4 separate regions of the Mus musculus genome follow, and regions 1, 2 and 4 are each linked to region 3. The links are chromatin contacts, called in public HiChIP or PLAC-seq and promoter capture Hi-C maps. All regions are on one chromosome and are shown on one strand. Each heading gives the region's core, a stretch centred on a gene start, on an enhancer-like site or on the middle of the called end of the contact. The rest is flanking DNA. Distances are from core to core; before and after follow the strand shown.

The links. Promoter capture Hi-C pulls out the DNA fragments that hold promoters and counts their contacts. HiChIP or PLAC-seq counts read pairs in DNA pulled down with a chosen protein or histone mark.
Region 1: a contact with region 3 is called in an H3K4me3 HiChIP or PLAC-seq map of embryonic stem cells, with 13 read pairs. The contact joins the enhancer-like site here to the promoter of Phlda3 in region 3. A contact is called at or near these places in 2 of 39 promoter capture datasets (cranial neural crest and embryonic stem cells), 1 of 484 Hi-C or Micro-C datasets (embryonic stem cells), 3 of 115 datasets of contacts at active chromatin or transcription factors (embryonic midbrain, embryonic stem cells and pancreatic cancer cells) and 2 of 9 other capture datasets (liver and pancreatic islet).
Region 2: a contact with region 3 is called in an H3K4me3 HiChIP or PLAC-seq map of embryonic stem cells, with 11 read pairs. The contact joins the enhancer-like site here to the promoter of Phlda3 in region 3. A contact is called at or near these places in 3 of 39 promoter capture datasets (3T3-L1-derived adipocytes, the HPC-7 cell line and cranial neural crest), 4 of 115 datasets of contacts at active chromatin or transcription factors (embryonic hindbrain, embryonic stem cells and pancreatic cancer cells) and 2 of 9 other capture datasets (adipose tissue and liver).
Region 4: a promoter capture Hi-C map of fetal liver shows a contact between it and region 3, with 7 times the contacts expected there. The contact joins the promoter of Ascl5 here to the promoter of Phlda3 in region 3. A contact is called at or near these places in 4 of 39 promoter capture datasets (cranial neural crest, fetal liver, hematopoietic stem and progenitor cells and 1 more), 1 of 115 datasets of contacts at active chromatin or transcription factors (pancreatic cancer cells) and 1 of 9 other capture datasets (liver).

What each region holds. Positions count from the first base shown.
Region 1 is chr1:135,500,880-135,503,776 of GRCm38.p6, reverse strand. The region is part of intron 3 of Nav1 (neuron navigator 1); the gene reads left to right. Among named protein-coding and RNA genes, the nearest start is that of Gm32940, 9.7 kb to the left of the region's middle. Within about 2 kb of position 1,431, at least 20 of the 459 cell types and tissues checked have an H3K27ac peak or open chromatin away from gene starts, as enhancers often do. A contact at or near this core is called in embryonic stem cells, where this site is marked.
Region 2 is chr1:135,483,829-135,486,888 of GRCm38.p6, reverse strand. The region is part of intron 3 of Nav1 (neuron navigator 1); the gene reads left to right. Among named protein-coding and RNA genes, the nearest start is that of Gm32940, 27 kb to the left of the region's middle. Within about 2 kb of position 1,533, at least 20 of the 459 cell types and tissues checked have an H3K27ac peak or open chromatin away from gene starts, as enhancers often do. A contact at or near this core is called in embryonic stem cells, where this site is marked.
Region 3 is chr1:135,764,818-135,767,937 of GRCm38.p6, reverse strand. Phlda3 (pleckstrin homology like domain, family A, member 3) reads right to left here and starts at 1,853. Exons shown (of 2, transcript NM_013750.2): 1 at 1,044-1,853. The coding sequence starts at 1,489. The coding sequence ends at 1,112.
Region 4 is chr1:136,049,498-136,052,368 of GRCm38.p6, reverse strand. It overlaps Ascl5 (achaete-scute family bHLH transcription factor 5), which reads right to left and starts at 1,565. Exons shown (of 1, transcript NM_001270609.1): 1 at 999-1,565. The coding sequence starts at 1,565. The coding sequence ends at 999.

The sequences.
Region 1 (2,897 bases), core at 182-2,681, 260 kb after region 3:
GGAGAGCCCTGAGTCCCAGACACACCTTAAAGAGGGTTTATGGCACATTGGGACCAATAGGCAATTTGTAAAGAACTGGTATCATACAGTCCTTCCCACTGTTGAATTCTCAGTGTCTTCCCATTCTTGACACTCTGGCAGTGCGCCCAGAGCTCTATGCTCCTATAAACACAGGCTTTCTGTGTAAGAAAGTGACTTTTCAGGCTTGGAACATTTCCCCCATGTTATTTTAAGTTCTTCTCTTTTCTTTTCTTTTCTTTTCTTTTCTTTTCTTTTCTTTTCTTTTCTTTTCTTTTCTTTTCTTTTCTTTTCTTTTCTTTTCTCTTCTCTTCTCTTCTCTTCTCTTCTCTTCTCTTCTCTTCCTTTCTTTCTTTCTTCTTCTTTTTTTTTTTTTTTTTTTTTTTTTTAGTTTTTCGAGATAGGGTTTCTCTGTATAGCCTTGGCTGTCCTGGAACTCACTCTGTAGACCAGGCTGGCCTTGAACTCAGAAATCCGCCTGCCTCTGCCTCTCAAGTGCTGGGATTAAAGGCGTGAGCCACCACCGCCCAGCTTAAATTCTTGTCTGATACTGTACTAGATGGTCAGGTTTTGATCCTGGCGATCTGCCCACTGTATGCCTACTTTTTAAAAGTAGGGTTTTAACAGCTTTAAAACCGAAGGTTTGGAGTTATCACTCAGAGGTCAGCCCTTACCTAACACGAAGGGCCCTGGGCTCAATCCCTAGCGTACAATGAGAGTATTTTACCAGTGGGTCCTTAAGGCAAACACATATTTGGGATTTACTCTCGGGCATCCTGGGTTTCTGAGCTCTTTTGCCAGGCTCAGTGACCTAGATGGCAGCAGTGTTCCCCGGATACACATCCTAGACCTTGCTCCCTCGCCCCTTGCTCCTACGTGGAAAAGATTCCCTGTCTCGTAGATACCTCTCATGAATTCTAGGTTATTATGCTTGCAGTTCCCGTGGTGAGTGTAGCCCACCATGGCCCAGCTCTCAGCAATCAGGATGCATTGTAAAACTTTGAGCTAGCATGAGCGGCGTGTTAATTCATTAATTTTCCTCGTGTCATCATTAAGAATCCTCCTCTTCCACTCTTAGAAATTAAATATGGAGGAGGTACAGTAATTACACCTGCCCTCCCCCATTATTTATAGAAATTGCTTTCAATCTATATACATGATCTTTGTGTTTGCCATTAGAGCCCAGGTGGGTTTTTTTTTTTTATTCTGAGGTCCTTTTAGGGAAACCCAGGCAAAATATCAGCTTGCCTGTGGCTTGATGGCTTCTGTTCCTACCTTCAGTTGTCACACCAGAGAACCTAGAAGCTTCCATCAGACTCCACCCCTGACCTCGAAACCCCAGGGCAGAGAAAAGACCAAGTCTTCTGCTTGAGAAACTTCCCATGAGCCTCTGCAGGAGGGAGGGGATCATTGCTTAGTCATGCACATGGGAGCTCTCAGGTTCTGAGGCACTAATTCTGGGAACCGGCACAGAGCTAATCATTATAGAAGTAGCTCGGATTCCCCCGAGGGTCCAGTCTCCGGGGAAAGTGTTGCTGGTCTAGAGAAGCCGTGAGCCCGTAGGAACATCCCAAAAGAAGTTCTCGACTTGGTGTCTGGGTTTCAAATACCAATCTGCTCTTGGCAAGCCTTGGCTTCACTCCGTCTTTGTTTTTATAAATGCAGGCTAGCTCATTCTAACTCTGAACACTTCTGCCAGTAAAACAATACATCCAAATACAATAACACTGGTCACGATCTCAGTCCAGAGATTCAAGGATAATCAGAATATTTATTTCTGTCAGCCTCCCTTACCCACACCTCTGTCTGACCTTTACATTTAGCAGGGAAATTCAGAGGCGAGGCGGGGGAAATATATTGAAAGCAATAGAGGGTGGAATTTGAAGCCATGGATGTCACTCTTGTCTTCCTGAAATGGTTTTCTGCATGTCCAGGCAGATAGCATACCCCTGTAATCCTAGCACATAGGAGGTGGGGGCAGAAGGATCGGGAGTTCAAGCCCAGCCTAAGCTATATAAGACCATCTCCAAAAAAAAAAAAAAAAGTTAAAAGTAAAGTTTTGGGTCTTTTGTTTTTGTTTGTTTGTTTGTTTTGGTTTTTTAATAAAGAGGAGGAAAAGAAGAAATGGCTTGAGCGTTGGATGCAGCAGAGTCCCCTGCATGCACCCACTTGCTCCTCTGTCTACTCTAGCTGAGAGCATCTGCATCGGAATCAGGAGCTGCGGAGCGGCTGCTCTGGTGTGCCCGCACCTCTGCTCCTACCATCACGATGACTCCTTCCCAAGATGTGGGTGCATTTCCAAGTCTGTTCATGCCCCCATGTATAATTTAATTATTAAATACAAAGAAAGTCACTTCTTATCAGAACTATTATGGGATCCACAGAAATGCTGAAAAAGGCAAATTACTGAGAAAACTTGATGGGGGCAGGGAGCGATAAAAAAAAATCTTAAAGTTTAGAGATTTTAAAAGTTCTAGAAAGCTATTGTTTTCATATTGTCTTGCATCATTAAAACCCTGTCCCATTTTTAAAGCTGACGGTGGTGGATACAGTGCGCTGTGGATCTGGGCCTGAGGAGCTGAGTTGGGAAGGTGGGAGAAACCCCTGTGGGTTCTAGGATTCTGAGCTGCAGGCACTGAGGTTCGCTGGCACCTTTCTGTGTAATTTGCTGTACAAGGACTTGCGGCTGTGGGGATTTTACACATAATGAGTGCCCGGGGCTCTTCCCTGGGAAGAAAGGACCTTTCTACACTTAACGTAGAAATGTAGACGAGGGGCCGTCTGTACCAGATGAGTTGCAGTGTTTTCGTATGGAGGGAAACCCTCCTACTCAGAATGCTCCAGAAGGAGTGGCAGGTGGACCCTGCCAACCAAAGCAG
Region 2 (3,060 bases), core at 284-2,783, 280 kb after region 3:
ACCAACCTATGCTTAGATACCATGTCATCAGATACCAGGACCTTGACCTTGGGCACAGAATTCTGTAGATAACTATAAGGGCCCTTGGCTCTCCAGACTGTAAGTGCCACTGTCCTAACAGGTTGACCATAAAGCATCGTCTGGACACTGTGCCTTATTTGTTTCAAGTGCCATTCTACCTAGGACTGGATCTCTAGTGACCCCAATGCCACCATTTGTACATATCAGACGTTTAGGAGAGAGGGTGAGTGAGGGTGTGTGGGGACCAGAGTAAGGAAGAGTTGACGAAGTTGACAAGAGTTGGGACCAGGCAGGCAGATGTTTTCTCGATTTTCTGTTACATCATCAAAAAGAGCAGCAGACGTGCCCTGGTATGCGTCAGAGTGGCGTTGTACTCCGGTGGTGTGCTATGGTGTGCTAGTTCTGTGTTTATTTACACCAACTCCCTTTCTAAATGCCTTAGGGGACCCTGGCAGACACTTTAGAAATTATGGCTGAGTGACTCGAGAAAAGGGTAGTGATGGAAACCTGCGATTCCAGAGCTGAAAAGAATGACCAAGGGAGGGTAGGACATGGGGGATGGGGGAAGCAGGACATGGGAGATGGGGGATACTTGTCTTGACTTCCCCTTCAGCTAGGTTTGCTCTCAGAAATATTTCCCAATTCTGCAAAACTAACCTTTGATTTTTCCCAAGTTGAGTCTAGGTCAGAATTTGTTTCTAAATGTGGCAACGGATAACCCTCAAGTGGTGGGCTCCTTGGCTACGGTAACTTCTTTCTTTGCTTCTTTATTTAATGGCCAGTGACAGATCAATAGGACTTAATTCTGACTTCAGGGACCCCTAATTCACTGTTGTGAGTTAAGGCTCAGCATCTGGGAGCTGGGACGATTAGTCAGACAGTTCTGTTACTCAGACTGAACTTCAGCACCTGTTAGGGGTTGAAGGGGAAATGTCCCAGCTGTGGTGCTGTTTGCAGGGTGGCAGAACCTTTAAGAGGGAGCCTCACTGGAGGAAGAGGATCACTAAAGATGGTTGGTGAGGTAGTATGGCCTGGCCCCACTCTCTGTTCTTTCTCTGCTTCCCGAGTGAGAAGGATACAGTTGTGGCTGGATGCAGCCAGCTAGGCGGTTTCCTCGCGATGGACCGTGTCCCACCCATTCCCGGAACTCTGAAGCAAAATAAACCTTTCTCCCTTACATTGCTCTGGCCAAAGTATTTTGTCTCAGCAGAGAGAACGTCATTAAATCAGAAAGTGCTTTTAATTACTAACACTATTAGTTTTCTCGATTGGAGTAGTGTGCACTTACTGCTAATCTGTCTTGAAGTCGAGTTCTCCTGTGTAATCCCCGTTCTTCAGAGTTTCTTCCTGGTGATCTTTACCTTTGCTGAAAACTTGACATAACTCCCAGTTTAAAACAACCAGGTACTGGCACCCTTCTGACCAGCTGCCTCCTCTTACTCAGGGGCCGAACCCATCCTTCCCTCCCATTGTCTGGCCTTGTTGGCTGGATTTGCCTGGCTTGCCTCTGGCCCTGCCAAACCACAGACATGTAACGGAGCAGACATTCTACTCCCCCTCGCTCCAGGAGTTGTCCGAGTCCACACAGGGGTGAGAAGATAACTGACTTTAAGGATAGCAAAAGATGGTCTTGGTATACTTTCAAAGCTAAGCACCGCACAGTTGCCCAATTTTGTTCTAATTCTTCCACCGCCGCTATGTCTCTCTCCAGCTTGTCCCTGCCTGCCTCCCTTTTTCTTTTAGACCAAGCCTCTCTCATTAACATGACTTGCCATCTTCCTGCCTAAACCGTCAGAGCGCTGGGATAACCAGCAGGTGCTGCCACTTACAGCCCTGTTGTCTTTTTTGGAAAACACTCTGACCTTTTTCACCTCCTAAATATTTTCTGAAGACCATGGCTACAAACCCAGCGTGTACCCTAACAGTTCTTCCACGTTCGGTGTCAGTGAGAAGGACAGATGCAGTTCAGTCACACACTGTAGCCTTCTCAGGTCATGACTGCTACAGCCGTTAATGAATTTCAGTTCCTCTAAGCTGACACCTAGAGCAGTGACCTACAGCTTCTTATGTAGGACAGAGCTTTCCAGGACAAATGAAATGCAAGCCCCGTGTGTAACTTTAAACTTTCTAGTAAAAACAGTTTTTTAAAAGTAAAGCAGAAGTTAGCTATGTTCGGGCTGGTGAGATGGCTCAGTGGGTTAGAGCACCCGACTGCTCTTCCGAAGGTCCAGAGTTCAAATCCCAGCAACCACATGGTGGCTCACAACCATCCGTAACAAGATCTGACTCCCTCTTCTGGAGTGTCTGAAGACAGCTACAGTGTACTTACATATAATAAATAAATAAATCTTTAAAAAAAAAAAAAAAAAAAAAGAAGTTAGCTATGTTCTTTTAAAACGAATACATCAAAAATATTGTTTTAAAATAGAATTTATATAAAATTATTAATAAAATTTTTTTCCATTTTTTTTCTTCCTACTAATAAGTCTTTGAGCTTGCCACATTCCAGGTACTCTGTGACAACAGGGTCAGCACAGATCTAGATCACCACGCTGCTTTTAAAAAGAGGAAAATTTAAAACAATTCAACAAGCTGTGCAGCCAACTCCCATCACCATGGACAGGACCCAGGCTCCATGATGGATTGTGCACTCTTAAACCTGGAGCCAAAATAAACCAAAATGGGAGGGAAGCTGAGGGGCAGTGAACAAGGGAGTCTGTTTGCTGGAGCCACCCATATCCCCGTGACTCTGAGTCACCCGGGGAAAGCATGGAATCTCACCTCCCTGAAGAACGAACAGAAGACAAATGAATAGTGCGATCTCTTTGCAATCCTAGGTTGGTTGAATTAATTCGAGTCCTAAACATGTTCCCTTGTTTAGATGCATTGACTTAGGCTTAGCCTGAGACAAATAGTTCTTTGTGTCATTTGCTTGAGATTTCATAACTTTGTCTCTTCCTAACAAGAGTTTATTACACACTGCTAGACTTTTTAAAGTAAATGAGTGCTTATGTAAAGTCCAGACAGAAACATAAACAC
Region 3 (3,120 bases), core at 604-3,103:
GTCTCAAAGGGGCTGGAACACCAGATAATCCCTAGGCTCAGTTGACCTCTGTTTGCTGGAGATGGAAGAGGAGATGGATGAGGTACTTTGGGTGGTGTAGCTGGGTTCAGAGGGACCAAAGCTTCCGTTGGAGAAGTTAAGGGCAGAATTATATAAACCCCAGCTCTGATTCCCATGAGGAGGGAGTAGTATCTGGGGAAGAGGGCACACGGCTAAATGCCATGGCTTCTAGGTTCTATTCTTGGTCCCTCCCTTGAGCCATTCTAACCACAAACCAACCCCCCCACCCCCCACCTTCTGCCTTTAGGAGGATTAAGACATCATGAATAGAGATGCATGGCCCCATCCTGTTCTCAGCCACCCATCCCTCTTCTAGCTTCTCCTCCTCTGGCCCAGCATGCCTTTGGCCAGCACTCATGGATAGGCCAGGCCTATCATCCCTGCAATGATGTCCCGGCCACATCTCACATTCCACATCTCACACTCCTTTATGCTCCCACACCTCAGCCCTGGAGCCCCAGATCCATTATCAAGAATGAGTTTTTGAAGCCATTGGCTCAGCCCAGCCTTCCACTGAGGCCCCACGTAGGGACCTAAGACAGCATGGTTTTGTTCGCAAGCCCTTATAACTCCTTCGATAACTACACCGTAGTGAGTTGTCATCGCAGTTCAACACTTACATTCTCCAGCATGCATTCATTCTGGAAGACAGTCATACAACGCAGGAGTCCTATGGTGAGTGAACCAATCTCTGAGGAGGCCTATCCCACCCGTGCTCTCTCTCCGTGCTCCCACCCATCTTCCTCTCCGACACTTGGGTTACATTAAGGACCCTCCTGCCTGGTGCCCTAGGGAAAGGGCCTGCTCTGCTCACTTGGCAAAAGGCCCGGCTTCCAAAAACACATTCTCTTCGGATCTACGCTCTGTTGGTCCCAACAACCTTCTCTGGGATCGTCCAGCTTTGGGATAGAAATCAAAGCCCCTGGTTTTCTATAGAGAGCAGAGGAGGAAGAAGAGAGAGGATTCAGTGCTCTGGGACTCACCTGACATGTCTTCTGGGCACGGAGATGGGAGAGGGGGGGCATGTCGATAAAATGATACGCCTCATGGTTTAGGACACAAGGGTCCCAGTCCCAAGACTCTGCCGGGCCCGCACAGTCTGGATGGCCTGTTGATTCTTGAACTTGACCAGGCCCAGGGTGATCTGAGCGTTCCAGCCAGGGTCTTCGAGGGGGCAGCGGAAGTCGATCTCGCCCCCGCCTTCGGTCACTAGCGTGAAGTAGATGTGGCGCCCGGTGCTCTCTACGCACTCCACGGCTTTGATGCGGGCGAAGCTGAGCTCCTTGGGCCGGCCGCCCGTGCCCTTGGCCTCGAAGAGCTGCAGCCCGCGCTCGGTGAGCACGCAGCGCTTCCGCTTCCACAGCTGCAGCAGCCCGCCGCTGCGCTTCTCCAGCACGCCCTCCTTCAGCACGGTCGCCGCCGCCGTCATGGGCACCCCGAGGTTCCCACAGCTCTGGAGGCTGCGGCGATCCCGGCTGTCCCGGCTCTACAGCGCCGGCTTCTCGCGCCCTGGAGCTGGTTGGCCTTGCTCCCTGTGCGGTCGAGCCTGCGGCCCGGGCCGCCTCGCAGACAGCGGGTACCGGGAGGCTCGTGCGATGCTACTCTCTCGCCGCCGGCTTGGAACCCTGCGCGCCGCTTCGACCTCCCCGAGCCTCTACCCGGTGCCCTGCGCCTCGCCGCCCGCACGCCCGCTCCCCTGCGCTCCGTCTGCGAGCTGGGCGGCTGCTGGCGGGATGTGCCCTTACATGTTCCACCGCTCGCCTCCTGCGCCGCCCGCCGCGCATTCCTGCCCCGCTGGCCCTCCCCTCTGCGCCGCGCACCCGCCCGGACAGGGCCCCGGGGGGCGGGGCTGCAGTGGGGCTCCAACACCCATCAGCAGCGCGGGCCCGGGAGGGGGCTGCTTTCTCAATAGCCTGCGGGCTGCCCCTTCTTAAAACACCGCTCCGAGCCCCTCACCCGACCCCCAGCCTCAACCGTTCACCCCGGCCTCACACCCGGGGCATAGCAGAAGGAGAAAGAGGAGAAGTGGGGGAGGGCCGAGGATCCTCTCCTAGAGGAGCCAGGTCATTGCTGGCCTGGGGTGGGGCCGGCTTGACGATAACGCAGTGGCACCATGGCAGGGTGGGTGTCAAATACCCGCTGCTTCTCAGAGCACGAGAGTTCTGGTCGCCCAGCCTCTGCCAAAAGCTAGTGTTGGGTCTGTCCACCATCATCAGCAGATGTCTCTCTGCTGGGCTCAAGGGAGGCTGGCCACAGATCTGACAACCTACTCTCCCACCTTTCCCTGCCTCTACTTAGGTAGGCGTTAGAAAATAGTGTGTATAAAGTGGGGAGAGAGAAATCCTGATGGATCAATGGGAAGTAGACACACGTGCTGTGGGTGTGGGGTTGTCTCACAGAGCATTGACTTGGAGCCCAACCATGCCTACTGCAGTTAGCCCTCAGCCTTGTGGCTTCTCTGCAGAGTCCACAGCAGAGAATGGGCTTCTCCTGGGACACTATGCTGAAGGGAGACAGGCTTTTCTCAGTTGACTTCAAACCTCTCCTACCTGGCCAATGGCTCTAACCTTATTCCATACTTTCATGTATCAAATGGGATAACTAATCCATTCTGATCTGGTAGGATTGTTGCGAAGAGCAACTTAGTGACCATTCGTGAAGACCCGGGACAGATCTGCCAACTCAGTTATTTCTCTCTTCCTACTATGTCTTCCATCATATAAGGTCAGAAGCCGGAGAAAGATGTCTCTCCTAGGACCTCCCTCATCTGGCCCTCTTGGTCAACCCCTCCAGGCCAAAGTTTCTTAAACACCTACTCATGGACATGTTAATCGTAAAGGTTCTGGGACTAATGATAAATAATTAGTCAGAAAGAAGACCTCTTTGTACTCACACCTCCTGTTTTGGTCCTCGGTGTCGAAAAACTAACGGGCACAGGGAGGATTCTGTTGTGAGCCGGGGGTATCCTCCCCTGCAGAACCAAGCCAGCTGTGGAGAGAAAGAGTCATCAGTTTCCCATCCAGAGCCCTGTCTGTCCCTCCCTCTGACCTTCTCCCTGTC
Region 4 (2,871 bases), core at 316-2,815, 280 kb before region 3:
CAGGACCCTCTCACACTTGCCGCCCCCAATGCCTTCTTCTGGCAAATATGGAGCCCCTCTCCTACCAGAGGGAAAGGCTCCAGGCAACCTTGAATGTGCACTGCTCTCACAGGGCCCCTGGTCCTCCAATCCCTCACTAGACAATGTCTGTGTGCTTTCTCCCTAGAACCCTGGCCTCTCCCATATTCAGTCTCAGCATACACACTAATCTCTCTGGAAATGTTAGGTGACTGCACCAGCTAGCAAACATTGCAAGGTGGAGGGTGGGCATAGACAATAATTCAGGAATCACAAAATTCAACAATCCCTTTTTATTTAGTCCTTGATGTAAACACAATGTCAGTGGACCCTAGAAGCTTACAAGTCTTGGGGTGGGGGAGGCGTTAAGTCCAGAAGAGACTGAAGGGTGGGAGAGGGGAGGTGATCACTCGCTGTCAAGGAAGCCAATGGGCACCAGCGACCTCTCCCTCCCTCTCTCTCTCTCTCTCTCTCTCTCTCTCTCTCTCTCTCTCTCTCTCTCTCTCTCTCTCACACACACACACACACACACACACACACACACACACACACACACTTCCCCTAAGTCTGTCAGCTCCAGGGTGCTGAATGCAAGCAGCTGCCTGTCTTCACTTCCCTCGTCCCTCCCTCAGAATTCCTGCTCTTTAGAGGCCATCAAGCTCCTCGCTAGTATTTGAGGCCATCTTGTGGAAGGTTCAGGCATAACAGAAAGTGTGGCTGACTTCCAGGGGACTTGGTGTGGTGGACAGCAGAGCTTCGCTGAGGCTGGTCCAGGAGCTGTCCAGGGCTCTGCTCCTCACCGCAGACATCAGCTCCTGGGATCCGTATCTCGCCATCTCTACCCCAGGCCCTCACATCTGGCTCAAGTGGGTGGAGGTGGGATCACAGACCTCGAACACCACTGTTCTTTGTCCCGCACAGATGACCCAGAAGCCCCCAAAGCTGTTCCCTAGAGGGGCAAGTCCAGGCCTCTGGCCAGATCAAAGGCTGGGTTCCTCCGACTCCAAAAAAGGCGACGAGGAAAAGGGGGATCCACTGGACTCGGCCACCAAGGAAGAGGGCTGCGGCACGTTGCTGTGGCCCGTGTGGGCGGGCGGCGGGGAGGTGGCGGGAGGTGGCGCGCCGTCGGGGGTGGCGCTCAACAGCTCCTGCAGGTACTTGATGTAGCGGATGGCGGCGCGCAGTGTCTCCACCTTGCTGAGCCGCTTCTCAGTCAGGGCGCCGGGGAGGTGGCCGCGGAGGCGCGCGTAGCCCTCATTCACGCACTTGACGCGCTGCCGCTCTCGCTCGTTGCGCTTCTGGATGAAGGCAGGCTCGAACGGGTAGTCGTAAACCCCGAAGGCGCCGGGAAAGGGCACGTAGGGGAACACCCCAGTGTAGGCGTCGTAGTAAGGCGGCTCGGAGTGGCCGGGGTACAATAGAAAGGGTACGTTGCTCAAGGGTTCGGTGGCTGCCAGCGGCGTCTGTCCAGCAGGGGCCACGACACCTAGCTGCATGCCCCCCGGGGGCCCACGGTCCACCAGAGCTCGGCAGAAGTTACTGTTCATTGTGCCTCGTGGAGCTGGACCCAGAGTGAGGCCCTCTGAAAGGCCTCTGCACGGGCTCTGTGTGGTCCTGACAAAGGGGACAAGTCACATTGCTAGCACTCTGGGGTGCTGCGAGTTGCTAAGGCTTCATTTTGCCTTTTTGGGTTGGCTTGGACTCCTTAATGTGAGTCATAGCTCTGGACAAGTGCAGCAGCTAGCAGAGGCACAGCAGGTATCTGCTGTGGTCGCGCCTGCGGTGACATGTGTTGAGCAATCTGAGCACTTTCTCCCTCTTCCCTGCCTGGTCCTCCTGGACTGAGAGTCTTGCCTCTTCCTGCAGTCCAAGGCCGCCAGCACTGCCCCTGGCTCTAGCTGCGAGCCTCCATGACCAGATTCCCCCAGCGCCCAATTCTTGTTCCTCACTGGATCTTTTTGCAGGATCCCGGATCTGCGGGGGATGTGGGCAGAGGCGGAGAGCCCGTCAGCTCAGCAGAAGAGTTCCCAGAACTTTGCTAAAAGTAGAGAAAAGTGAACATATCACTAAGGAAAGGCCTTTGTGGTACTCCTATCTCCAGAAACAATCAAGAGGAAAGAGGGCGGGGATTTGGAGAACTGTTGGTCTGAGCTCAAATCTAGGGTTCACTCCTCAATAGTCAAGTGACATACATCTTAGAGTCAGAATTCCATATTTGGAGAGACAGAAAACATCCTTTATAGTTCCTAAGATGAGAACCAAAAGAGTACAAACACATTCCAAAGCACCCGGTACTTGGCCTGGCAGATAACGGCAGCCATTAATATCATTTCCTCTGAGAATTCAGATCATCTCCTCAAGGCTACCTTCCAGGGCCTGACAACTAAAACTTGAGACAGTCTACTGGGACAGGGGGTTTAGAGAGATGGCTTTGTGATTAAAAGCAGGTACTGCTTTTTACAGAGGACTGGGTTTCCAGCAGCCAGGAGCTCACAACTGCCTGTAACACTCACTATAGAGGATCAGAGTCCCTTTGCTTCCAAGAGCACTGTGTCCACCTGCACATATCCATACAGAGACACATTTAACTGTAATACCATTGTTTAACGGAGCTAATCGAACTAGCAGGAGGAGTTGGAGCAACTATCTCAAGTTAGCCCAAGCCCCTCTCTGGTGAATGAAAGATAACCCTGATTACAAAGCCCTGGGGGTTAGCTATTTCAAAGCTTCCTGCCCCGCAGACTGTTGTCACCTTCCCCTTCCCTGTCCCAGGTCACATGGGTCCAGGAGGACATATGGGTCTCAAACCCTCTTGGCTTTCTCCTCTATGGCACCTTACAAGGTGTCTTCTTT